Linked DNA regions of Oryctolagus cuniculus: region 1 is linked to region 2. Evidence: chromatin contacts called from public Micro-C data. All regions are on one chromosome and are shown on one strand. Each heading gives the region's core, a stretch centred on a gene start, on an enhancer-like site or on the middle of the called end of the contact. The rest is flanking DNA. Distances are from core to core; before and after follow the strand shown.

Region 1 (4,426 bases), core at 902-3,401, 400 kb after region 2:
CAACAGTATTAATTTTTTAAAAAACTTCCCCACAGCAGAGGAACAAATCACAACAAATAAAGTGTTTTTTTCCATAGCAGTAACTTGTCCTAACAACAATTCATGAGCAAAGTATCTTGGAAGAATGCACATTTTGTACTTTTTTTTTTTTTAAAGTGCAAACCTTAAGGCCAAAGTCCAAATGAGAAATCAAAACAGGACTCCTGACAGCGAATTCCCTTTCAGGACATGCTCGCTCTTGCTTCAACAGCAGAGCAAAGTAACTTCCACGTACGACGAAAGTCAACACAGGCAAATGTGTCCAGTAGTCATTTTTAAAAAGGAGAACTTGCTGCTGTGAATATTTCCCTATTTTTCCCCGAAACGTTTCAGACTGACTACTGACTCAAAGCTTGAGTAATCCACTAAGCTTTATACCCCGAGGAAAGAGCGCAATGAAAAAGGAGGTGGCTTCTAGGTGGCTTCCAGGTTTGAAAAAAGTTGGGAGGAGTTCGCTCTATTAATGGTACGCAAGTTAGTGAATGGAGAGAGGCTACGCCGCAGAAGCCAGTGCCCTCAAAGGACAATCGGCATAAATGAAAACGTTCCACACTCAAACACTTCTCTACCAACGTTTCTAAAGAGACATTCATCGTGGGTAAGTGTATTAACCCATTTTGAAATCTAACAGTGTACACCTCACTCAAGCTTCTAAATTCAAACCGCCAGGGTTAACAGTTCAGGAATGGATACTAGCACCAGCAAAATCTTTTCCACATCGCATTTTAAGGAGGGGTGGAAGCTGACATTCACAACCTAGCCCAGTCAAGAGCCTGAACAATACAACCATTACATTCTACCGGAGGCAAATAAAAACTCCCAACTTCCAACTTCACTTTCACTTCCACGAAAAAAGGTAATCCAGGGTGAAAGTCCGGGCGTTGCGTGTGATAATTAAAACACAACGAGTTGAAAGAACTGAACTAAAGCAACAGAGGCAGAAAAAGGCAACCCAAATGGGGGACGGAAAGTGGAAGAGAAAGCTGGGAAGGAAAAAGCAGCCAATGGAGTAAAGGAAGTGGGAACCCCTTCCAGAGGCAGCCGTGAACAAGCTGCGGGCTAAGAGGCTCTGAGGCCACTGAAACGCGAGTCTACGGAAACCTGAAGGCGGCTAATGGGGAAACAATGAGCCGGCGAGACCGGGAGCAAGCCGGGAGACGCTCAGGGCGGCACGGGACGGCTGGGACGAAGAGCACAAGGCTGCTGGAGCCAGAGGGGAAGGCGAGTCGGCGGGGTGAGGGGCCCCTAGGAAGCGGGAGGGGAGTGGCCAGTCCGAGGCTCGGTCACAGAGACCCGGCGGCCGCAGGCCATGAAGGCAGGTGTGATAGAAGCACAGGGAGCACACGAGCGGCCGTGCCACTCCGACGCAGGCAGGGGAGAGACAGCTGAAGGGGGTAAGGAAAGAGATGGAGACAAGGACGCGGGTGGCGCCGGGGGTGGGGGTGGGGGTAGGGGAGGCGCAGTGGGCTTCACTCACAGTCCAGGTGCTTTTTCTTGGGCCCCATGATCTCGTGGGTCGTGGCCTTGCATACTGTCTTGGATACGGCGGAGCCGGTGACACTGTGCTGGGCGGCGGTGATTCGGTCCGTCAGGCTCTGGCCAGACATCTCTGCTGCTGCTCCGCCACCCCTCCCGCTCGGCAGCCGGCGGGGACCGGGACCCCCAGACGCCGGAGGTCCCCACCCCCCACCGCACCCCCTACCCCCACCGGCTCCTTCCCCGCCTGCCGGCCTGGGGCGGGGCTCAGGGCCGCGCGCTGCCACTCAGCCCGAAGAGAACCGGCTCGTGTCAGCCGCGGGGTCGGACACGATGTCGGGCGCTCCCGTGCCCCCGCCTCAGCTCAGCCCACCCCTCCCCTGGTCAGCTGGAGCCGGGCCGGGCAAGAGGGACAGGCAGCTGCAGGAAAATGGCGGCGCCAGGCTCCTCCTCGGAGCTTTCCGGGCTGCCCCCGGGTCACGTGACTCGGGCGCCGCCCCTCCTTCTCCCTTCTCCCGCCCCCTTTTCCTTCCCTTTCCTCTTCGACGCCCGCCCTCCCTCGCTCAGCGAGGGAAGAGCGGGGCGGCGCCCGCGCGTTACGGGATGGAACCCGCCCGGCGGGCGCAACAGGAGGCCCGCCCGGGGGCAGTGCGCGGCCCAGCGCGTCACGTGACGCTCCCTGCCAACAGGTCGCAGGGCTGGGGGGGTCACAGAAGGGGGGTGGAGTGGGGCGGCCGGCTTCTGCCCTCTCTCACCCCACCCTAAGGGTGTCCTCTTGTCTGTGATTGAAACCAACGGCTTGACAAAGAGGAGGTGCAGCTGCCTGCACAGCTTCCCGTGAGGAAGGTGGTGTCTAGAGTTCCGACTCTTGGGGCTTCCCTGGCAGAGAGAGTGCGTTTGGAGACGCCCCCAAAGCCGTCCTCCCGACTTAAAGGAGAAGCTCCGGCGGCCTAGTTCCCAAACCCTGCCAGCAGGCCTGTCTCTGCTGTGGAAGTGTTGAAGCTCTCCCAGAATGGTTTCTCCCTGCCTTCCTTGAGAGGCTTGGAAATGTCACCTGGTTTTGTTTATCCCTACCCTGAAAACGTTGCTGCCGGTCTAAATTTAGATACAAACCGACCAGTATTCATCTTCTGGGGTGTCAAATAGGACAGGAAACACATAGCTTCCCTGGAATTTGAAAAGGGAAGTAGTAGGATGATGTCAACAGCGATTAGCTTGACCCTACAAGGCTGACTGATGGGGTGATTAAAGGTCCAGACCATACAAGGAAGTGAGACAAGATGGTAAATGGAGAAGTCTCATTCCAGGAGTGCAGACAGCACTACCTGCCATCTTCCCAGGTTTAGTCTTGCTTCCCTTTGGCATCTTTTACTGGATCAGCCGGGTTTCCATGGCAAGACATTGACACTGCCCTGTGGACATTTTAGAGGAGCTATTGTGTCCTGAGAGTCTGTCCTGTGAGATCCAGATCTATTAACAAAGCCTTTGGAAATGTTACTAGTGCCCCACATTTACCCCAGGGTTAAGTATAAACTTTAAAACCTCTGTCAATGAGCCGGCGCCGTGGCTCAATAGGCTAATCCTCCACCTTGCGGCACCGGCACACCGGGTTCTAGTCCCGGTTGGGGCGCCGGATTCTGTCCTGGTTGCCCCTCTTCCAGGCCAGCTCTCTGCTATGGCCAGGGAGTGCAGTGGAGGATGGCCCAGGTGCTTGGGCCCTGCACCCCATGGGAGACCAGGAAAAGCACCTGGCTCCTGGCTCCTGCCAGGATCAGCGCGGTGCGCCGGCTGCAGCGGCGGCCATTGGAGGGTGAACCAGCGGCAAAGGAAGACCTTTCTCTCTCTGTCTCTCTCTCACTGTCCACTCTGCCTGTCAAAAAAAAAAAAAAAAAACCTCTGTCAATGTTGTTACCATGATAGTCATATGTAATCTTGCTAGTTTCAAGTGAATGCTAACATACTCTGAAAATCTGTGTACACCATCTGCCAGCCAAATCCAAAATCCTGTGCTTCAATCTGGTGACTCTTTCAAAACATGCAAAGTTAATAGATACCTAGCATTTTATGTATCATATCGAGAATTTTGTAGTCTCCTCCCATTCCCTTTGTCTCACCTCCTCAATGTCTCTTCCCCAATTTTCTCTCCACAACGACTGGTGAAATTCTGCAGCATCATGCTTTTACCAAGCATGGTTTTTGCTGGCTTACAGGTCTTAAATCAGCAGGCTTCATCACAAAACTGTAACTCATCAGTACATCTGCAGTACATCTGTGGTTTAGTGTCCAATTCGCTGCCCCATGTCCATTTGGCACTTGAATTACCCAGTTCTCAACATATAGTGTCAGCCATCATTGCTACTCTAATATAGGTTTCCTTATATAAATTACTGATGGGCCTGAGCCTCTGCCCTAATAAATTGCAATAGGACTTTAAAATTAGTATGGTATACAAGGGGACCTCAAAAAGTTCATGGGAGAAGGCAGGGAGCATTTGGTTCCCCTGTTAGGACAACACTTGAAATACCCATACCACCTGTGAGAGTGCCTGGATCCAAGTCCCAGGTCCCAAATCCAGCTTCCTGCTAATGCACACCTGGAAGGCAATGGTTACTGGCTGAAGTACTTGGGTCCTTACCACCCACATAGAAGACACGAATTGAACTGCTGCCTCTTGGCTTCTGCCTGACACAGTCCCTGCTGCATTTGAGAAGTAAATCAGTGGATGAAGGATCCTCTTTCCTCTCTCTCTCTCTCTCTCTCCCTCACCCTCTCTTTCTCTTTCTTTCTCTCTGCTTTTCAAATAAATAAAAACAAAAAATACAACAAAAAATTTTTAAATTAGTGGGAGGGGCAGACAGTTGGCCTAGCAGTGAAGATGACACTATGCGCCGTATTGAAGAGCCTGGCTCTG
Region 2 (4,747 bases), core at 1,380-3,879:
GTATCCACTTTAGCACAAAGAAAAACAAGGATGCTAAATACGTATATACTTTATCAAACAGTGACGTTTCACAAAGAATTTAATACTTCTTACACCGAAAGACACCATAACTGAATTTATACAACTGGACAATACATAATGAAGTATTTCAGGGGAAGAACACGTCCCATCTTTGGAAAAGTAGCATCAACCAGGACATTTAAGTGGCCAGAACCACTCAGTTTCAAAAATTACTTTTAAATAGGACAAATACTCTTGAAATATAAAGATTCTTTGTGAAGCCTCACTTTACATGTTTTCATTCACATTTCACAACCTTCAATATCTAATCATACATACATAAATTTAACCTAAAATTGTAATACAACATAAAGTAAGTGTTTTCAACAATTTATTCATGATCAGTGATAGGGTAAATCACTGTGCTGGTCCTCAAGGAAACATTTCATTAACCATTCTTAGTCTTTCCCCAGTTAACTAAAACACAGGAAGGAATCTTATATGCATGTTAATTTCCAACTTCTCTAATGGAGAGATATTAAAATGTTACTTTCAGTAGGCTGAATTTCTGTATCTTCTACTGAAAACCTAAAAGGCATTCTTGAATATTTAAAAGATTTCTGTCATCTCCAGCAAAATAACTATTACATATGTGCATGCCCCAAATACTTATTTGTCAACCTCTGAAAAGTTGCATTAAAATTGGAATTCCAATTTGCACCTTGTACAACTCGGAACTTCCATTCAACTTCACCTGTTTCACTGTCTCCAAACTGTATCTCTATAAGCAGGTTTCAGTGTACAGTTGGAACCGATGTCATCCAAGGCCATGTCCACACTGGGGACAGAAGAGCTAGGTACACGCAAGTCTGAACAAGGGGACACATTAACAGCTATTTCAACCAGAAGAAGCATCTTAAATACATTATTGACCAGCACAAGTCTGTTTCCAGGGTGGACAGGGCCCAAATTAGATTCCCCTCCCACCTTCCAAAAAAGAAAAAACAAAAAGATCACACACACACAAATTGAGATGTTGCCCATTAAAGTAGACTAAGCAGCAGAGCATGAGCGTTACGTGAAGAGATGGATCCTTACCAGGTTGTGAGGCGGGAACGACTGTTCTGTAACCCCTACAACGGAGCCTGGCAGGAAGGAAATCACCTAAAAAAGAAACTGTCAGAGAGATTTAATAGTCACAGGTTATCATTAGGAGTTGGTTACAGTGTCACATTCATGCTTTTAGCTAAACACTTAAAGACTCAATATTACTTTTTTTCCTCCTCTGAAATGTGTCCAGTGAAGATGTCCCACTAAGGTGTTTTACATGGAGTAAGGGAGTTGAAAGGGGTAAACGCGGATAAAGAGCAGATTACTTGACCCTACATTTTAAGAGACGACGACGCCTTCCGAGCGCACGCCGAGCAGAACTCCACCGACACCTTATCCTTGTCCACATGAAGACACACTCCTCCCGCTGAGTCGTCCTCTTCCAGCACGTCCTGCTGCTGCTTTCCCACGGGCAACGCGTAGTCGTGGTCACCGGCGGGCGAGTCTCTGAAGAGCGAGGTGGTCAGCCGCAGTCCCACGCCGCTCAGCCGGCTCAGCAAGCGAGCCAGTCCAGTCTCGTTGGCCAAGACGGCCCGTAGGTAGCGACTCTCCTCCTGCAGTGCCTGCACGCGTTTGCTCAGCTCCCGATTCTCGGCCCGCAGCTCCTGGTTCTCGGCTGCCAGACCGCGGACTCGACTCTCCAGCCCCATCACGTACTCCTTCTTCTTCAGCCGATTTAGACGGGCAGCGGCCGCCGCCGCCTTCCGGGGACTCTTTGTCGCCGCCTGGGTGTTGTCGTTGCCGCCGCCGCCACCACTGCCGCCGCCGCCTCCGCCTCCCGGGGACTTTCTCCGCCTCTTTTCGCCGCCGCCACTGTCACTGCTGCTGCTGCAGCCTCCGATACCGTTTAACAGCCTCTGCAGTAGGTCGGAGAAGCGCTGCATCTCAGCGGCCGCGGCCTCGTCGTCGTCGTCCCCTCTCCAAAGGCCGCCGCTATCCGAGCCTCCGCCGGACGAGGAGAGAGGCCCAGGCGAGCTGAGCCCGGGCTCCAGGTGCCAGTCCGGCTGCCGAGGGTCCAGGAGATCCGCCAGTTCCAGCCCTGACAGAAAGTCCATGTCCTCGGTCTCTTCCCCGGGGACGCTGGCAATCGCTTCTTCCTCCATCTCCTCGGGGGAGGGCGCGCGGACGGCCAGGCCGCCGCGGCTCCCCCGCCCGGCCTCCAGCTCGTCAGCGTCGCCGTGCGGCTGCTGGCGGCCGGGAGATCCGGCCGCCGCCGTCTCCTCCTCCGCCGCTGCCGACGCTGCCGCCACCGCCGCCCGAGTCACGTCCGGGGGCAGCGAGCAGGTCGCAGCCGGCGCCGGGCTCTCGCTGCGGGTGGGGGAGTCGCTGCCCGACGCTGCCAGCAGCTTGGTCAGGCTATGCCTCATGGGGCCCAGCGACGGGCCAGCGTAGGCCCCGGCCCCTCAGACTGGGCCTCGCGGGCCCCAAAGGCCCCAGGCCCCAGCGCGGGCAGCCGGGGCGCCGGGCGAAATGAAATGGAAGGTAAATTTCAGTCGCCTGCCGCCTGGCTTGGCTGATGGACCCCCCGCACCGGTGCGGGGGCCAGGAACGGAAGATGGAAGCGGCGAGGCCCGGCGATGACTCGGCCGCGCCACCCAGACAACGGCCTGGACGGAAGTCGGTCCTCCTCCAACAGCCCCTCCCACCGCCTTTCGCGCGCCACCAAGCAGTGATATCGCGAGAGTTTAGGGTGCTTTGGAGTAGCAGTAATTCTGGTAATTTAGTGATGTCATAGTAACAGCGGCAAAATAAATAAATAAAACCCAGATTTTCACCCCGAAATCAATGTTACCCGATACCCAGACTCAAAACTTCAGCACTTTACAAGTAACATTTTCTTCTTATATGTAACTGTTCGTAAGCAATTATGTTGGTGCTGAATCATTCCCAAATTGCAGACAGAACGCCCCACCCTGCATATTCGTTTCGTATCTCTAAAAATACATTCTCTTTCGTAATCATAATGCAGGTATCAATTCCTGAGAAGAGTGCCATTCATTTACTAATATTATTAATATTCGGGACATATTCAGATGTCCTCAGTTTCAAAATAATCTTTTCTAGCAGATACTTTCTTCCGAGCTCAGATTCAAGCAGTCACTTATTGCATTTGGTTGTTTTAGGGTTTTATTTATTTTTTCCATTTCCACTTCTCAAACTACAACTGTTCCCTCCACACTCTACTTTTTCTTAACATTGGCTTTTTGAAGAGACGAGGTCAGTTATCTTGAACATTCTGGATGTGTCTTTTCATGTGTTATTCCTCTGGCCCCTCAAGGGATTTGAGATTTGAAACAGTATTTAATTATGCTATAATCCAGTGAAACAAAGCAATTCAAGTTTTCTTTAAAAATAAGACCAATGAAAGCATAGATGAAATAACCAGGTAAAGAATTCCAGCGGTGGAAAAGATTAATATTGAAGTAGTATGGATTCAATATCTTACATAGTTACCCAAGTTGAACTAAAAACAGATTAGGCTTCCTGGTAGTACAAATAAAAAGAGAGAAAACAAACTTTCCTTACTTTGTTCATAAATAAGGTGTGTATGAATTCTTTAATCACTTATCTACTTAATAGCTCTTACAGGTCTCTATGGGAGTCAATATTGTGGCAGTCTCAACAATAGCTGCTTTTATAGGACTGGTTTTTTTTAAACTAGGAATTACTTTAATCATTTTTATTAGAAAAAATTTCTGAGACACTAAAACTTCACAACAATTCAGAGGGGTTTTCAGGAGTTGGGGATCCTAAGTACTAGGAAGAAATGTTGGTATCCTGCTTCATTACGGATGGGTGGCATAGGTCATTAATGGGACACTTCTGGCGGCTAAGCCAATACCAAAACCCAGTGGAATGGTATTTCCTTCTAGAGTTAGTTTTCCTTCCTGCTGGCTCCCCTATGCCACAGAAACACCACTGTATAAAGCCGGAGCAACTAGCCGAGGCTCCAGTCTTCCTGTTGAGCAGGAAAGGGAAGGTCACTCCTGAGTCTCCATGCTTTCCTCTTCCTCTCCCTGAGATGGTTCTTCTGTGTTCTCCTCTTCGTCTCCTTCATTCTTCCCTGGTGGCTTCTCATAAGTCTTTTCTGAAACAGTCACATCACTCCATCCCAAATAGATATTTCAGAAGCAAGACAGCTGGCATCACCCTCCTGGCTGAGGATCTCCCTAAAGGCCCCATGTGAAAGGATTTGGACCAGAGTCCGAGCTGTGTAGCACACCATGTCCTGCTGCTCCAGGCTCACGAATGTGTGCACCCTAAAGTTGCCACTCTCACAGTGATCAGTGATATCTACTGAACCTGGAGGGAACAGTCCTGCAGCCAGAATCTGCAAGCAGTGCCTGTTGGCTACATTTAGGGCCAAAGGCTGTCTGGTAGGGTTATTCATCACAGCATGGTGCCCAAGTAGACCAAGGATCCAGGGCGTGAGGGGCTCAAAGCCAGGAAAACGAATCCTCAAGTCCTTCAGCAGTCTGGTGAGAACTTTAACAATGGACGGAGAAGCATTTTCCTCAAACCAGAGGGCGTGTTGGATGCTAAGGCACTCTGCAATATCTTGATATACAAATGGAGTTCTGGGTCCAGTTTTCGGAGATTGGGAGGTACTGTTGTAATGAGAATCTTCACTGTAGCA

Evidence for each region. Hi-C and Micro-C count contacts between places; a contact is called where the count stands out from the background.
Region 1: a Micro-C map of ear pinna shows a contact between it and region 2, with 4 times the contacts expected there. The contact joins the promoter of PICALM here to the promoter of CREBZF in region 2. A contact is called at or near these places in 2 of 6 Hi-C or Micro-C datasets (ear pinna and an unstated tissue).

The regions. Positions count from the first base shown.
Region 1 is chr1:77,153,521-77,157,946 of mOryCun1.1, forward strand. It overlaps PICALM (phosphatidylinositol binding clathrin assembly protein), which reads right to left and starts at 2,152. Exons shown (of 20, transcript XM_070076422.1): 1 at 1,517-2,152. The coding sequence starts at 1,646. It overlaps LOC138843109 (a long non-coding RNA gene), which reads left to right and starts at 1,312. Exons shown (of 3, transcript XR_011389911.1): 1 at 1,312-1,433.
Region 2 is chr1:76,750,091-76,754,837 of mOryCun1.1, forward strand. CREBZF (CREB/ATF bZIP transcription factor) reads right to left here and starts at 2,630. Exons shown (of 6, transcript XR_011389776.1): 1 at 1,387-2,630; 2 at 1,099-1,176; 3 at 755-869; 4 at 1-7. It also overlaps the pseudogene LOC100339694.